4 separate regions of the Mus musculus genome follow, and regions 1, 2 and 3 are each linked to region 4. A link is a contact called in public HiChIP or PLAC-seq data. All regions are on one chromosome and are shown on one strand. Each heading gives the region's core, a stretch centred on a gene start, on an enhancer-like site or on the middle of the called end of the contact. The rest is flanking DNA. Distances are from core to core; before and after follow the strand shown. Region 1 holds the start of Ltbp4 (latent transforming growth factor beta binding protein 4). Region 2 holds the start of Blvrb (biliverdin reductase B (flavin reductase (NADPH))). Region 3 has its middle 5.6 kb from the start of Sertad3. Region 4 overlaps Bckdha (branched chain ketoacid dehydrogenase E1, alpha polypeptide).

Region 1 (3,022 bases), core at 193-2,692, 1.7 Mb after region 4:
GGGAGGAAGCCACCACGTTTAGGGGCATTTCTTAGTCTCTTAAGTCATTTCACTGCCTGCCCTTGCCTTGAATACAGACTCCCAGCTCAGGGTGCCCATATCAGAGGGCTTGCTGCTAAATGGGCAAAACTAACTTCATGTCCCACAACATTGGAAGAACAGGAAGCTAAGGACATAGGGGTCTTGCCGAGGTCAGCCCGCCTTCACATGTTCCTCCTTGTGCCTCCAGGGGTTTGGCACCCGTCTGGGCACGGCGCCTGGCACGGGCGAGTTGGGGCTGGGCCGGGAGAGAGTGAAGGAAGGAGGGAGGAAGGGGCGGAGAGAGGGAGTGGTAGCGGGCGGGGGCTCGGGCGGGAGATGAGCTCACGCCGGCCGGGTTGGGCTGGCTGGGGGCCAGCCTGGGCGAGTTCTCGGCGCCAGGGGCCCCACTCCCCATTCCGGAGGGCGTAAGGGGTGAGAAGCAATGAAAACCCGACCCCCAAGTCCATCCCCACACTCTGGGCTAGCAGGTGGCGCACCCTCCTGACCTCACCTGAACCCCAGAATGCTCCCCTTGTCTAGAGGAAGCTGAAGCGCAAGCCGGTCCCTTCCTCCCCCAGGGGGCGCCCTTTCCTCAGGCCTCCTATCTGGATATCTGTCGCACGTGGAACCGCTGTAACTCAGGTCTTGCCGAAAGGCACCCCGTCTTTCCTGGGTCCCCTCCCGCTTAGCTCTTCATCACAAGCAGTCCCATGCCAGACTTTCCTAGTCTTCCCCCACTCAAAGACAGACCTAGAAACTTGAGATATGCCCCACCACCCCATGCGACTCTGAAACACTCCTTGCTGACCCACTACGCACAGTCTGCGAATTTGGGCCCCATCTCAAAAGTTCCCAGATCCTAAGATCCTCGCCTTGACTGAAAGGGATGAAAGCTAGTCTCAGTCCGTTCACGTGGGACACCACAGTTCCAAAAACACTCAATGCTCCTGAAATCAGCGCCCTGGAGATCCACTCCCCAAATAAGGAATTCAGAGCCCCCTTCCTCAAAGACCCCACGGAGTCCCCAGCATTTCTGTACATGGAATCTGGGCTCCTGCTCCCTAAGGCATTGTCTCCAGGGTCCTCCCTCCGGGCACTCCTCCCTTGGGAGCACCATCCCGCACTCACAGGCGCGGAAGCCGGGTCCCCCCGGGGCCGCCCCGCCGGGCGCGCCGCTGTCCACGCTGGTGGCGTTGCGGGGCGCGCAGGTCGGGGTACAGCGGGAGCCAGTGGGCCCGTGGATGCAACGCAGGCCGCACACAGCGGGGGTGAAGCGCACGCGAAGACGCTCTCGGGGTCGGCCCAGTACGGGCTGCGGCCCCAGCTGCGCCAGCAGCACCAATAGCGACACCCAGAGCAGCTGCGCGCCGCCCGCCATGGCTGCAGCGCCGCGCTCCACCGCGCCGCCGCCCCAGCCCGCCCGAGGGGCCCGGCCGCGCCCGCCCGCTCGCCCGCCCGCCCGCGGGGGAGGGCGGCCGCGCCCCCGCTCAGCCCCCCCTCCCCATCGCTCCCTCCCGGGCGGCCGCGCGGGGGCGCGTGGGGCTGGGCGCTTAGCCAGAGGCGCGAAGGCTGGGCGCTAGACTCGCAGGGGGGAGGGGAGGGCGCCCCCTCTGCTCCCACCCGTGCTCCAACAAGTGGATGGGGCCTATGGGGAGTAGCAGGGAAGGGAACAGGTGGGGGCGGGCGGGTTTGCTCCCAGAGAGAGTTGAATCCATTGAGAGGAAATCCATTAGAGTAATGGGGGCCGCATTTGGGGAGCCAGCTGAAGACTGATCCTCTGACCAGGCACGGGGGTAGGGGGTGGGGGGGAAGAGGCTTCATCTAGATAGAGGACAAGGATGGCACATTTGGGCAGCAAGATGGTACATCTGTGGGTGACGAGAAGGGTCGGTGTACAGGACACATAAAGGAATTAGAGGAGCTGAATTCTGGAGAGGAGACTAAGGCGCTTACACCTGAAGACGCCACAGCACACCAAGACTCTCTACACCTGGTGGGAGAGGTCAGAATGAATAAAGCTGTGGGCGGGGGTCCTCACATCTGGCCTGGGGCACACATCTGGAAAACCTTAGGAAGGAGGGGGATGCATCTGGGCTGAAGGCCACACAGCAGGAGAGGGCTTCTGAGGGTAGTTGAGTCTATAGAGTGCTCTAATCTGGGGTACCGGGCTGTAGTAAAAGTAGGGTCAAGGGACGGTCTGGCATGTAAGAGGGAAAGGTCTTTGGCCCCCAGCCGTCCCGCAATCTTGGGCATTTTGTGCCGGGGCAGGCGCCAACCCGCACAATCGCTTTTGTTGTCTGGACTGGTTCAGCCTCGCTCTCTGCTGGGCGAGTTGCCCCCCTCTTCAGCCACGGGAGCCCGGACGCCTGGCTTCCCGGCCCCACCCTGATGGGTCAGCGCCTTTGGCCTGCGTCTAGTTCTGTCCCTGGCTCACCTCATACTGCCGGACGCAGGGGTCCCTAGAGGTGGCCGCATCCTGGGGAGTGGGGTGGACCAAGCTACAATAGGGGACTGGTAGGCGGCGGCAGCACCGTGGGAACCAGACGGCTTTATCTGGCCCGGAACCACCCCCCTCCACCCCCTACACGGAGGAAGGGCGGATGTTCTTACCCCGGGCCTGGCCGGCAGGGGCGCGATGTGGGGGCCTTCTTTTCAGCAATGCCCGGGCCCACGGCCCTCGGGGCCGCCTTTGCCTCAGCAGAGCTCGGGCCTCCTGCAAACTAGGTGGAAGAGGGTGGAAGAGGCTGTCACTACTATTAAATTGGCCTCCTCACCTCAAGGGGGGGGGGAACCCTCCTAAGCCAGGAGCACTTCCAGGAGTGGGTTTGCCCAACATTGCCCCCAGCCCTTTTATTGGGAGCAAGGCTTGGGATATCTTTAGAGAAATACTTTCAGAGAAAGGACTATGGAAGAAGAAAAAAAAAAAAAGGGTATGGAAAGAGAAGCGATATGAGATGGATGGGAAGGGAAAAGTGGGTGGGGCGTAGAGACAGAAACAGAT
Region 2 (3,075 bases), core at 575-3,074, 1.8 Mb after region 4:
GATCCAGCAAGAGCCGGTGGGGAGCTGAGCTGAGAGTGGGATCCGAGGCTTTAACCCTTCCAAAGCCGCGCCTCTCTGCCCCTGTGGTCCAGTCACCGTGCGGAGGAGGGGGGCCTGGGAAGGACAAGGCCTTGGGGTGACCCACGCCTGGTTCAGTGGCTGAGCTAGGTGAGGGTGAGGGGTTCATTGGATCGCAAGCCTCTATCCGGCTAAACAGATCCGAGGGCTCAGGTCGCCAGCTTGTGGGGGAGGATGCTGGGCCAGGTGGGGAGATGCTGGGGAGGGGCCGCCGTCCGCACCGCCGCTCACCTGGGCGCCGGCCGCCGATGCGGTCCCGGATGCTCGCCGCGCAGCACCGCCCTCCCTGCGGGCGTTCGTCGCCGGGCCGGGCCCGGCTCTGTTCGGCCCCACCGGCCCGCCGCTCGGCCAGATCCGCATGCGCCGCCGCCGCCGCGCCTCCCCCCACGCGCCGCAGCCGCTCCGCACGCCCCCGGGACCCCTCCCGCACGCCGCCCCGCCGCCCGCGCTGTCACACACCGGGCCACGCGTGTGATGCACAGCCGCGCTCGCGAGCGCTCGAGGCAGCGTCACACACTCCCACACTGCCACTCACACACCGGGCCCCTGGCAACGTCATACACACTCTCTCCACATGCACACTCTCATGGTGTCACTCCTTCGTAAGGGGTCAGTCAGGGTCAAACCTTCTAACTGTCTGTCACACGCAGTCACTTGCAATGTTTTCCTCTCTGGAATGTGTCCTGCAGGGTCATTCACTGTGACACACTCTGATATAGCCACCACTGACAGTGACACTCAGATATCACCAGTAGTTACCAATACAGTAAATAGTGCCCTGCAGGATCGTACATACATTGTTACTCAAATACTGCCACCACCACAATAAGGGTCACATGAAATCACTTGAACAGTATCACAGGATGGAATAGTGCTCTGCAGGACCACGCACTGTGACACACTCACATACAGCCACCACCACCAATAGCACATACAGTCAGGCATGTCACACACCTCCAAGGTGTCACAGAGTATCTACGCTCACACAACACAAAGTTCACAATCGCATAGTCTTACACGCTTAAAATGTCACACCAGTTGCCTAGGCACAAAAGATGACACACCCTGTGTTGCTACACACCCATACATCAGAGCCTCAACAAGACACAAAAGGAATCTCAGTTGATGTCACACACAGTCACACATAAATGGGATCATATCACGCACCCATGTGGTGTCCCAAACCTTCCCAATCCGAAAGTATCACACTCCATTACAGCTTACCATATCACACAGGCTGAGTACCCCTCACAGTATCACCCCCATGGACGCCAAATAACATTAATGATCTCTATACACAACTCACATTGCAACACAAGGAATGAAACCGGGTGTCGCCCACAACCATGCTGTCCCTTGTGGTCACTGAGGGTCACACAGGCACAAAATCACCCCACACACCCCTCTTGCTTGTTGGGAGGACGCTTTGGTAGAGGGAAGTACCATCTCAGAGCCTGTCTGTAAGGGGGCGTGAGCAAAGAGAGCACGGTGGGCGTAACGCCCCGGCCGGCCCCGCCCCGCTCAGCCCCGCCCACTAAGGGTGGCTGTCTCTAGTAGGCAGAGCGCTAAGTGACAAACTGCTCTAGCACCGCCCACTCCCTTCCCTAGAAGGGGCGTGGCTTCTACGTCTAAGCGCCTATCGGAGAAGGGGCTCTGGAAATGCAATTTGACTCCTCCGCCTACTCATGCTCTTTCCAGCGGGAGGCGTGGTCGCCTCGGTCCCGCCCTTTGAACCCAAATTAGGAGGGTGAGGCGGAGGCTGGAACCTTGTCTGGTCCCGCCCCCTCCTTCTGGGTCGAGGAGGACCCGCAGCGCGCCTCCTCGCAGCCACTGTGTTCCCGCGCGTCCTCGGAGTTCTCAGCTTTTCCGGCCCTGGACCCCGCAGCATGACTGTCAAGAAGATCGCGATCTTCGGTGCCACCGGCAGGACCGGGCTCACCACACTGGCGCAGGCGGTGCAAGCAGGCAGGAGCCGGGGCGGGTGGGGGAAGTCATGAACACCGGGCGGAGTTTTGGGAAAAGTCGTCCTGGGGGCCGGGCGGAGACCACACGGGGCGGTGTGTGCCCCAGCCTGTGGGCCAGCAAGTGGTCACGGGGGCACAAATGGAGGACTCTGACATTCAGCGTTATGTGGGTTCAAGGCGTAAAGGAATTAACTGTGGGAACCTGGAGGACTCCTCTGACAGTTCTATGCAAACCAGGGGTTCTTATGAAATGTCGTAACTGTGGTGGTGGTCCTAGTTAGCACACCCAGAAAGGGTTTTCTGAGCCAGGACTAGCTTGGCATCCAGCCAGCCGGGCCATCTCCTTACACGTGTTAAAATTCTGGTGACCCTCATTTGGAATGGGAACTAGTGTGTTACCCCACTTGACACATAAGAAAACTGAGGCGGAGAGGACTTGCTGGTACATGGCTGTGTCGGGATTTGAACTCCGGTCCGTGGTCTTAAGCACTAAAAAACTGTCTGCAGGCTCATAGTTTGGTCACTGGAACAGAAAATCGAAAAGGTTAGGCAGCAACTTACTTCAAAGAGAATGGAGGTGATCACCCTATAAGAGAGGGGCAGTCCAAGAACTGAAGTCCTGGGAAGGACATTGAGCTTTGGGGCCTCCCGAGGGGAGGGCGCAGGATCCCCCATCATCCCCTGGCTCCTCAGTCTAGAAGTTAACTCTGGACCAGACGTGAAAGTTCCAGATAAAGAGCCACACCCTTGCTAGCCTTGGCGATTCTTAAGATATTGACTATCAGAGTGCCCCAAAAGGGTGGAGGCCACAAAGAGCCCAGTCCCTGCTGGTTCCCAGCACAGCTCCTGCTTTGGGTGAGGCTTTTTCTAGAAGTTCCATCCCCCCGCCCCCCATGGGCTATCCTTTCCCCCAGGGACTTAATGAGGGCCTTAATTCGTGGCAAAGGAGAGCGCCCTGGGCCTCCCAGAGAAAACAAACTACAGGCTGGCTGTGGTGGTGTAGACCTGTAATTTCCCCCACCCCTGGAGAGGC
Region 3 (3,220 bases), core at 3-2,502, 1.8 Mb after region 4:
GCAAGAGTAACAGTCCTAGACCATGTTTTCAGTAACAGGGAAATAACAGCAATATTACTAATAGTAATACTGCCACTACAGTGAAGTAGAGATGGCCAGAACTAGGGAGGTCTGCGAAGCCTGAGTTGTCCAGACTGACAAGATGGCTCAGCAGTTACGGGTGCTTGCCGCCAAGCCTAATGACCTGAGTTCAATCCCCAGGCCCCACATGATAGAGGGAGCGAACCAACTCCTGTGAATTGTCTCCTGACTTGGACATATGTGCTGCACTACCTGCATGCCATGAGTGAATAAATGTAATGTGATCGAGAAGAAGTAGCTCAGAGAAAGCCAGGCTTTGCAGGCCATGTCGACTTACAACTGCAATCCCAGCACTCGAGCTGCTGAGACAGGAGGATCGGCGTAATTTTGAACCCAGTGTAGGCTATTGACTCAAAAAGAAAAAAACAAAAAACAACAACAACAAAAAAAAACATTGCAAAGGAAGTAGGGGTGGAGGCATGGGCTCCTGGAGATTTTTTTAGAATTGTTTTTATTATTTTTTGTGTATGGATGTTTTGTCTGCATGTATGTCTGTGCATGCCTGGTATCCAATGAGGTCAGAGGGTGTTCAATCCCCTGGAACTGGTTTTAGAGATAGCCTTGAATCAACATATGTGTCCTGGCAATTGAACCTAGGACCTCTAGAAGAGCAGTCAGTGCTCTAAACTTCTAAGTCATCTCTTTAGCCTCATAAAGAATTGTTTTGTTTTTTGTTTTGTTTTGTTTTGTTTTGTTGGGTTCTAGGGGTGTTTTTGTTTTTTTGTTTTTTTGTGTTTTTGTTTTTGTTTTTTTGTTTGTTTTTTGTTTTTTGAAACAAGGTCTCACACAGCCCAGGCTGGCTTCCAACTCTATGTAGCCAAGGATGACCTGATTTTCCTGGCTAGCACAGTGCCCAATCACTAGAATTACAGGTACATAGCGTGTCTGGCTTAGGTTTTACTTTCTAAAGCTTCTGGACGTGAAGCCTAAGAGAGCAGGGATATGGGGTGGACAGAAAAGGAGAGAGGACCCTCCCTCCAGCTAGGTCCTGGGTGAATAGTCTGTGGGGCAGGAGGAAGCTCAGGCCATAACTAAAGTGATGGTTGGGCTTTACTGAGGGGGGGGGGCACTGGAGGATTGCCAGTTTAGGATGGAGAAGAAAGGGGAGGAAGTGCCCTACACTGGCAGTCCAGGTGGCACAGGCCCTGTAATCCCAGATCCCGGCAGATGGACGTTAGAAGGAATCTGAGCTGCAGAGTGAGGTCAAGGCCAGCCTTGAGTGCACTGAGATGCAGCCTCAAAGAAAACAGGAAAGGAGAGCTGCAGATGTGCCTCAGCCTTTGAGAACACTGCTGTGCTTCCAAAGGCTCCACATGGGGGCTCACGACTTCAGTCCCAGGGGATCCAAAGTCTTCTTTGTGCACCAGCCGGCCAAGTAGTGCAGACATAAACATGGGCAAAACACTGAGACACACACACACACACACACACATATATATATATTTAATTTTTTTGCTGGGAGGTGCTGGTGCACACCTTTGATCCCAGCACTTGGGAGGCAGAGGCAGGCCGATTTCTGAGTTTGAGGCGAGCCTGGTCTGCAGAGTGAGTTCTAGGACAGCTAAGGCTACACAGAAAAATCTTGTTTGTCTGTCCCTTCAACTACCCCCCCCCAAAAAAAAACCCACCACCACCACACATAACCTTCCCTCAAATAAACAACAAAAGCCCCATAGAGGCACGCACACTGCAGCCCCTCAGGAAGGCCAAATTTTCACAGAGGAGAGAAGCAGCTTTGTCCAGGAGGTTTGTGGCTGTTCTGGGTTTGAACCTGTCTGCCATCTTCCTGATATTCATTGTGTGGCCACAGGACTTCCCGCTGGGTACAGAGATGGGGTACGTACCTGGGAAAAGGAGGTGGAGGTGGGATTGGCAGTGTGTGCCTGGGCCCCACCTCACTGGTTAGAAGGAGTGGTTTTTTTCCCCCTAATACCAGGGATTGAATCCAGGGTTTTGTATGAGATAGGCACACACCCACACTCTACCACCCTATCCTTTGAGACAGGATCTTATGTAACTACCACATCCAGGTCAGGTGGGAGATTTTGGGGTTTTGTTTTGTTGCCGTGTACCTGTACTCAAGTGCATATACACATACCAGTCAGAGGACAGCTTGTAGGTTCTTTCCTTCTTTCTTCCTTCCTTCCTTCCTTCCTTCCTTCCTTTCTTTCTTTCTTTCTTTCTTTCTTTCAGATTTACTTATTTTTTTTTTTTTTTTTTTTATTGCACATCACTCCTTTATTATACTGATCTGGAAAGAGACTTAGTTGTTACGCCCAAACGAGCTCTGAACCCACACGGTAGGGTCAAGCAGCTGGAACATGATTCAGACAGTGAAAGACAAAAACTCGGACATGATCCAGGGGTACTTCACCTCTACAAAACAAGGCCAAGGGATCCAAACACAGCAAGAGGTACAAGGAGTTTATCCCACTGATATGAGGAATGGCTTATTTTCTGGTGACCACACAGGACTGTTTCAAATGTCACTAGCAACCTCAGAGTTGCTTTTGTGTGCTGATAATATGTATATATACTTTTTTTTGTAAAAGTAAGTGTAACATAGACTTGACAAGATTGATCCCAACCTTCTAGGGCCAGCAGCTCCTTTAGGGTCAGAGAGAAATTAGGGTTAAAAATCACCATGAGGTTACTTCCACTCTCCACTGGAATGACTATGCCCCCAGTTACCTAACTGCAGGAAGAGTGCAGGACAGGTTCCAGGGACAAAACTGGACTGCAGCTTTTCATTGGTCACACCACAGCACAGTTCCTCCCTGAATTCTTCCTAAGCAGACCCTTAGTAAACAAAGACCTAAGAAAAACTATAGTTACTATCTCTCAACTCTCCTGGTACAGGGAGCTGTCCCTCGATGTGGTCCGAGAACCTGCACCCCCAAAGGCGTTATTCTGACTAGATTCTATGAAGGGAGTGGGTGCAGGGGATAAAATACTACAATGAAAACGGGAGCCACAGGCCCCCATCTGCAGCTACAACTTAAACTTAAAATCCTAAAGACATAGTCAGTGTGGCAGGTGCTGGGGAGGGTGCAGGAGGCAGGAACAGGCAGGGAGGGTGTCGGGGTAGGAGTCTGCCTCTTCGCCTTCACTTCTTCACCTTGCCCTGAGCAGCCACAGC
Region 4 (2,937 bases), core at 336-2,835:
AAAGTGAGTTCCAGGTCAGCCAGGGTGACAGAGAAACCCTCCCCCACCCAATCCTACAGAGAAGGTATATGACCACATCCAATGATCATCATAGTTCTCTTCTGCCTCTTCTTGGAGGCAGGGAGTTGCCTGGCGGCCAGTGACATAGGGTGGCAAAACTGTTCAGCCTGGGACAAAGCCCTGAAGCCAGAGGAACTCCAACAGGAGCTGAGCAGCCTGGGCAGCCTGCAGAGGTATCCGCACAGCCTTTCCCATGGGGGCCTTAATTAACAGCACAGGCAAAAGCTGTAGGACGATGACTCCCTGAGCCTCAGTTTCTTCTTCTGGTGTACATTCTCATGGGCTACCATGAGCATGGCATGAGCTGACATGTACACGTGATTCAGCCCAGGGGCTGACACGGAAGGGACGTATGGCAAGCCTGCACCACTAACAGGTATGCTGGATGACTGTTCCCGTCAATCAGGCAGATAAAAAGCAGTTTTACCGTGGGCTTGGATGAGAGCTTGCCCGGGAGCACGTGTAATAGATGCCGAGAAAAACAGGGTGTCCTCACAGCTACACCTAACCTGCCTGGTTCGAATCCCAGGTCTGCCTCTGTCCAACCACAGGACACTGGACAGGAACCTCCTGCCCTGAACCCACGCCCCATAAAGACAAGACAGCTGCCTGTGGGCTGAGGGATAATACACCACTGATGCCTTGTAGCAAGTGTCACCAGCCACTCCACGCGGAGTGATAGAAAAGTTCCCTCAAAGAGGGGAGTTGAGAGAAATTGCTAGACAGGCCAAGAGAGGCAAGGGTGACAAAGTACTTTGGGTGTAAGGAAGAACAAAGACTCCAGAGCTCAGTGGAGTTACACAGGCATGTTAGGCCAGCATCAGGAAGCTGAGGCAGGAGGATCGCAAGTGCAAGGCTAGCCTGGGCTATAAGACATGACCCTCTCAAAATAGAACAAAACAAAAACCAAAACAAACCAAACAAACAGAAACAGGCTCTAGGCCTGGCACTGGGGAACACTGGCAACCAAGATGACTGAGGCAGGTCCGTAAGAGCCAACCACGGGGCTGGAGCAATGGCTCAGATGTTGATTCCTGGCACCCATATCAGCTGACTCACAATTGTCTGTAGCTCCAACTTCAGGGGATCCCACACTCTCTCTAGTCTTCACAGACACCCACAAAAACGTGCACATACACACATGCAAATAAAATGAACCTTAAGAGACAAAAACAAAAACAACTAAGAACACAGGTGCCACACGAAGCTGTATCTCTGTGTTCACTGAGCCCTGCCCCCCACAGTACCTCCATCAAACACAGCTGGTATTTGAGGCTCAGAAGGGCTAAGCAACTTGCCCAAAGCCACACAGCTCACAGGTGATGAGGCTGGCATGTGCAGGGGCTGCCTGAACAAAGAAGGTAGGGTTCAGAACTCATCTATCATGGGGTGGGCCAGCCAACTCTACATCTTCTCTGTGTCTCTCTGTGGAGGAGAGCCAAAAACATCCACACCTACTGAGCCTTGAGCCCTGAGGCACTAGGCCTGCACAGGCAGCAGGGAGCTACAGCCCCCTAGAGGTTGCCGCTCAGCTAGGAAAGCAATCGGGCTCCCTGGGCCTCAGAGACCCAGTGGTTTTTAACGCCACAGCTCTGGGTGCTGCAGGTGTGAAACCCAAGAGAGCATTTCACTCTTTCCCTGAATCAGTCAACATGAAACCAGCCAGTGTCTCTGGAGAAAAGCTGTAACTGCCATCTCTAAAATCCTGACTTAGTCAATGCTCGGAACACAGACTGAGTGCCCCTAAGAACCGCTCTCTTGGGGCTAGAGAGAGAGCCCAGACGTGAGAGCTCTTGCGAGCTCTAACAGAGGACCCGAGTTCAGTTCCCTGCAAGCTCAGCTCTAGCTTGGAACTCTAGCTCCAGGGGGATCTGATATCTTTGGCCATAGCAAGCACACATCTGCAGTTAAGCGCTCGTGCTCTCTCTCTCTCTCTCTCTCTCTCTCTCTCTCTCTCTCTGTCTCTCTCTCTGTCTCTCTCTCTCTCTCTCTCTCTCACACACACACACACACCTCTCTCTCTGTCTCTCTCTCTCTGTCTCTCTCTCTCTCTCTCACACACACACACACACACACACACACACACATACACACACACACACACACTTTAGCCCACACTCAGGAAGCAGGGGCAGAACTGCATCCAGTTCCAGGCCAGCCTGGACTACATAGCACGACTCCAGGGAAACAACGCCATATGCACTCTAGGTGGACGTGATGGCCCACACTCGGAAGGAAACCCAGCACTTGGAGGGGAAGGTACGAGGATCAGAGTTTTCAGGGTTGCCCAGGATGAGATCTTGTCTCAAAACCCAAACAAAAGCCGGGCAGTGGTGGCGCACACCTTTGATCCCAGTACTTGGGAGGCAGAGAGGCAGGGAGATTTCTGAGTTTGAGGCCAGCCTGGTCTACAGAGTGAGTTCCAGGACAGCCAGGGCTATAGAGAAACCCTGTCTCTAAAAACAAAAACAAACAAACAAAATAATCTCTCTTTAACCCTTGCCAGCACTATGTAAGGGAAGTATTTCTGGTTTTGCCCAAGGAAATCTAAAGTGTACAATCCCAAACTGAGGAACCAGCAGGTCAGCCAGCCAAAACAAGCTGCAGGCGTGGGGCCTGGTGGTGCCCACCAGCCAGCTCCTCCACTGATTTCACCCCTCCATCTCCTACAAGAAAAACTAGTGTGAATAGACCCTTTGTTCCTTGCACTGTCTGTCAAACAAAGCTGCTCGGGTGACTGGAACACTTCTGCTCCATGAGACAGTCTTCTCTCTCCTAGAATCAAAACGCCTCCCAGGTAAGACCCTTACACTGAGTTAGTGAGGGGCGGAGCGCACCTGCCTAGCACCCGCGAGGTCCATGGCTCTCTCCCCAGCA

Evidence for each region. HiChIP or PLAC-seq counts read pairs in DNA pulled down with a chosen protein or histone mark.
Region 1: an H3K27ac HiChIP or PLAC-seq map of large pre-B cells shows a contact between it and region 4, with 2.9 times the contacts expected there. The contact joins the promoter of Ltbp4 here to the enhancer-like site in region 4. A contact is called at or near these places in 3 of 39 promoter capture datasets (cranial neural crest, embryonic stem cells and second pharyngeal arch cranial neural crest), 4 of 115 datasets of contacts at active chromatin or transcription factors (embryonic stem cells and large pre-B cells) and 2 of 9 other capture datasets (adipose tissue and macrophages).
Region 2: an H3K4me3 HiChIP or PLAC-seq map of bone marrow-derived macrophages shows a contact between it and region 4, with 3 times the contacts expected there. The contact joins the promoter of Blvrb here to the enhancer-like site in region 4. A contact is called at or near these places in 1 of 39 promoter capture datasets (embryonic stem cells), 4 of 115 datasets of contacts at active chromatin or transcription factors (astrocytes, bone marrow-derived macrophages, embryonic stem cells and 1 more) and 1 of 9 other capture datasets (macrophages).
Region 3: an H3K27ac HiChIP or PLAC-seq map of large pre-B cells shows a contact between it and region 4, with 3 times the contacts expected there. The contact joins two enhancer-like sites. A contact is called at or near these places in 2 of 39 promoter capture datasets (embryonic stem cells and frontonasal cranial neural crest), 1 of 484 Hi-C or Micro-C datasets (B cells) and 4 of 115 datasets of contacts at active chromatin or transcription factors (astrocytes, bone marrow-derived macrophages, embryonic stem cells and 1 more).

Annotation. Positions count from the first base shown.
Region 1 is chr7:27,332,206-27,335,227 of GRCm38.p6, forward strand. It overlaps Ltbp4 (latent transforming growth factor beta binding protein 4), which reads right to left and starts at 1,443. Exons shown (of 30, transcript NM_001113549.1): 1 at 1,150-1,443. The coding sequence starts at 1,399. All of the region lies in intron 1 of Gm30543 (a long non-coding RNA gene), which reads left to right.
Region 2 is chr7:27,446,154-27,449,228 of GRCm38.p6, forward strand. It overlaps Blvrb (biliverdin reductase B (flavin reductase (NADPH))), which reads left to right and starts at 1,825. Exons shown (of 5, transcript NM_144923.3): 1 at 1,825-2,043. The coding sequence starts at 1,965. Sptbn4 (spectrin beta, non-erythrocytic 4) reads right to left here and starts at 436. Exons shown (of 36, transcript NM_032610.2): 1 at 310-436.
Region 3 is chr7:27,466,584-27,469,803 of GRCm38.p6, forward strand. It overlaps the pseudogene Pgam1-ps2. Among named protein-coding and RNA genes, the nearest start is that of Sertad3, 5.6 kb to the right of the region's middle. Within about 2 kb of position 1,253, at least 15 of the 459 cell types and tissues checked have an H3K27ac peak or open chromatin away from gene starts, as enhancers often do.
Region 4 is chr7:25,646,331-25,649,267 of GRCm38.p6, forward strand. All of the region lies in intron 1 of Bckdha (branched chain ketoacid dehydrogenase E1, alpha polypeptide), which reads right to left. Among named protein-coding and RNA genes, the nearest start is that of Bckdha, 11 kb to the right of the region's middle. Within about 2 kb of position 1,586, at least 55 of the 459 cell types and tissues checked have an H3K27ac peak or open chromatin away from gene starts, as enhancers often do. A contact at or near this core is called in bone marrow-derived macrophages, where this site is marked.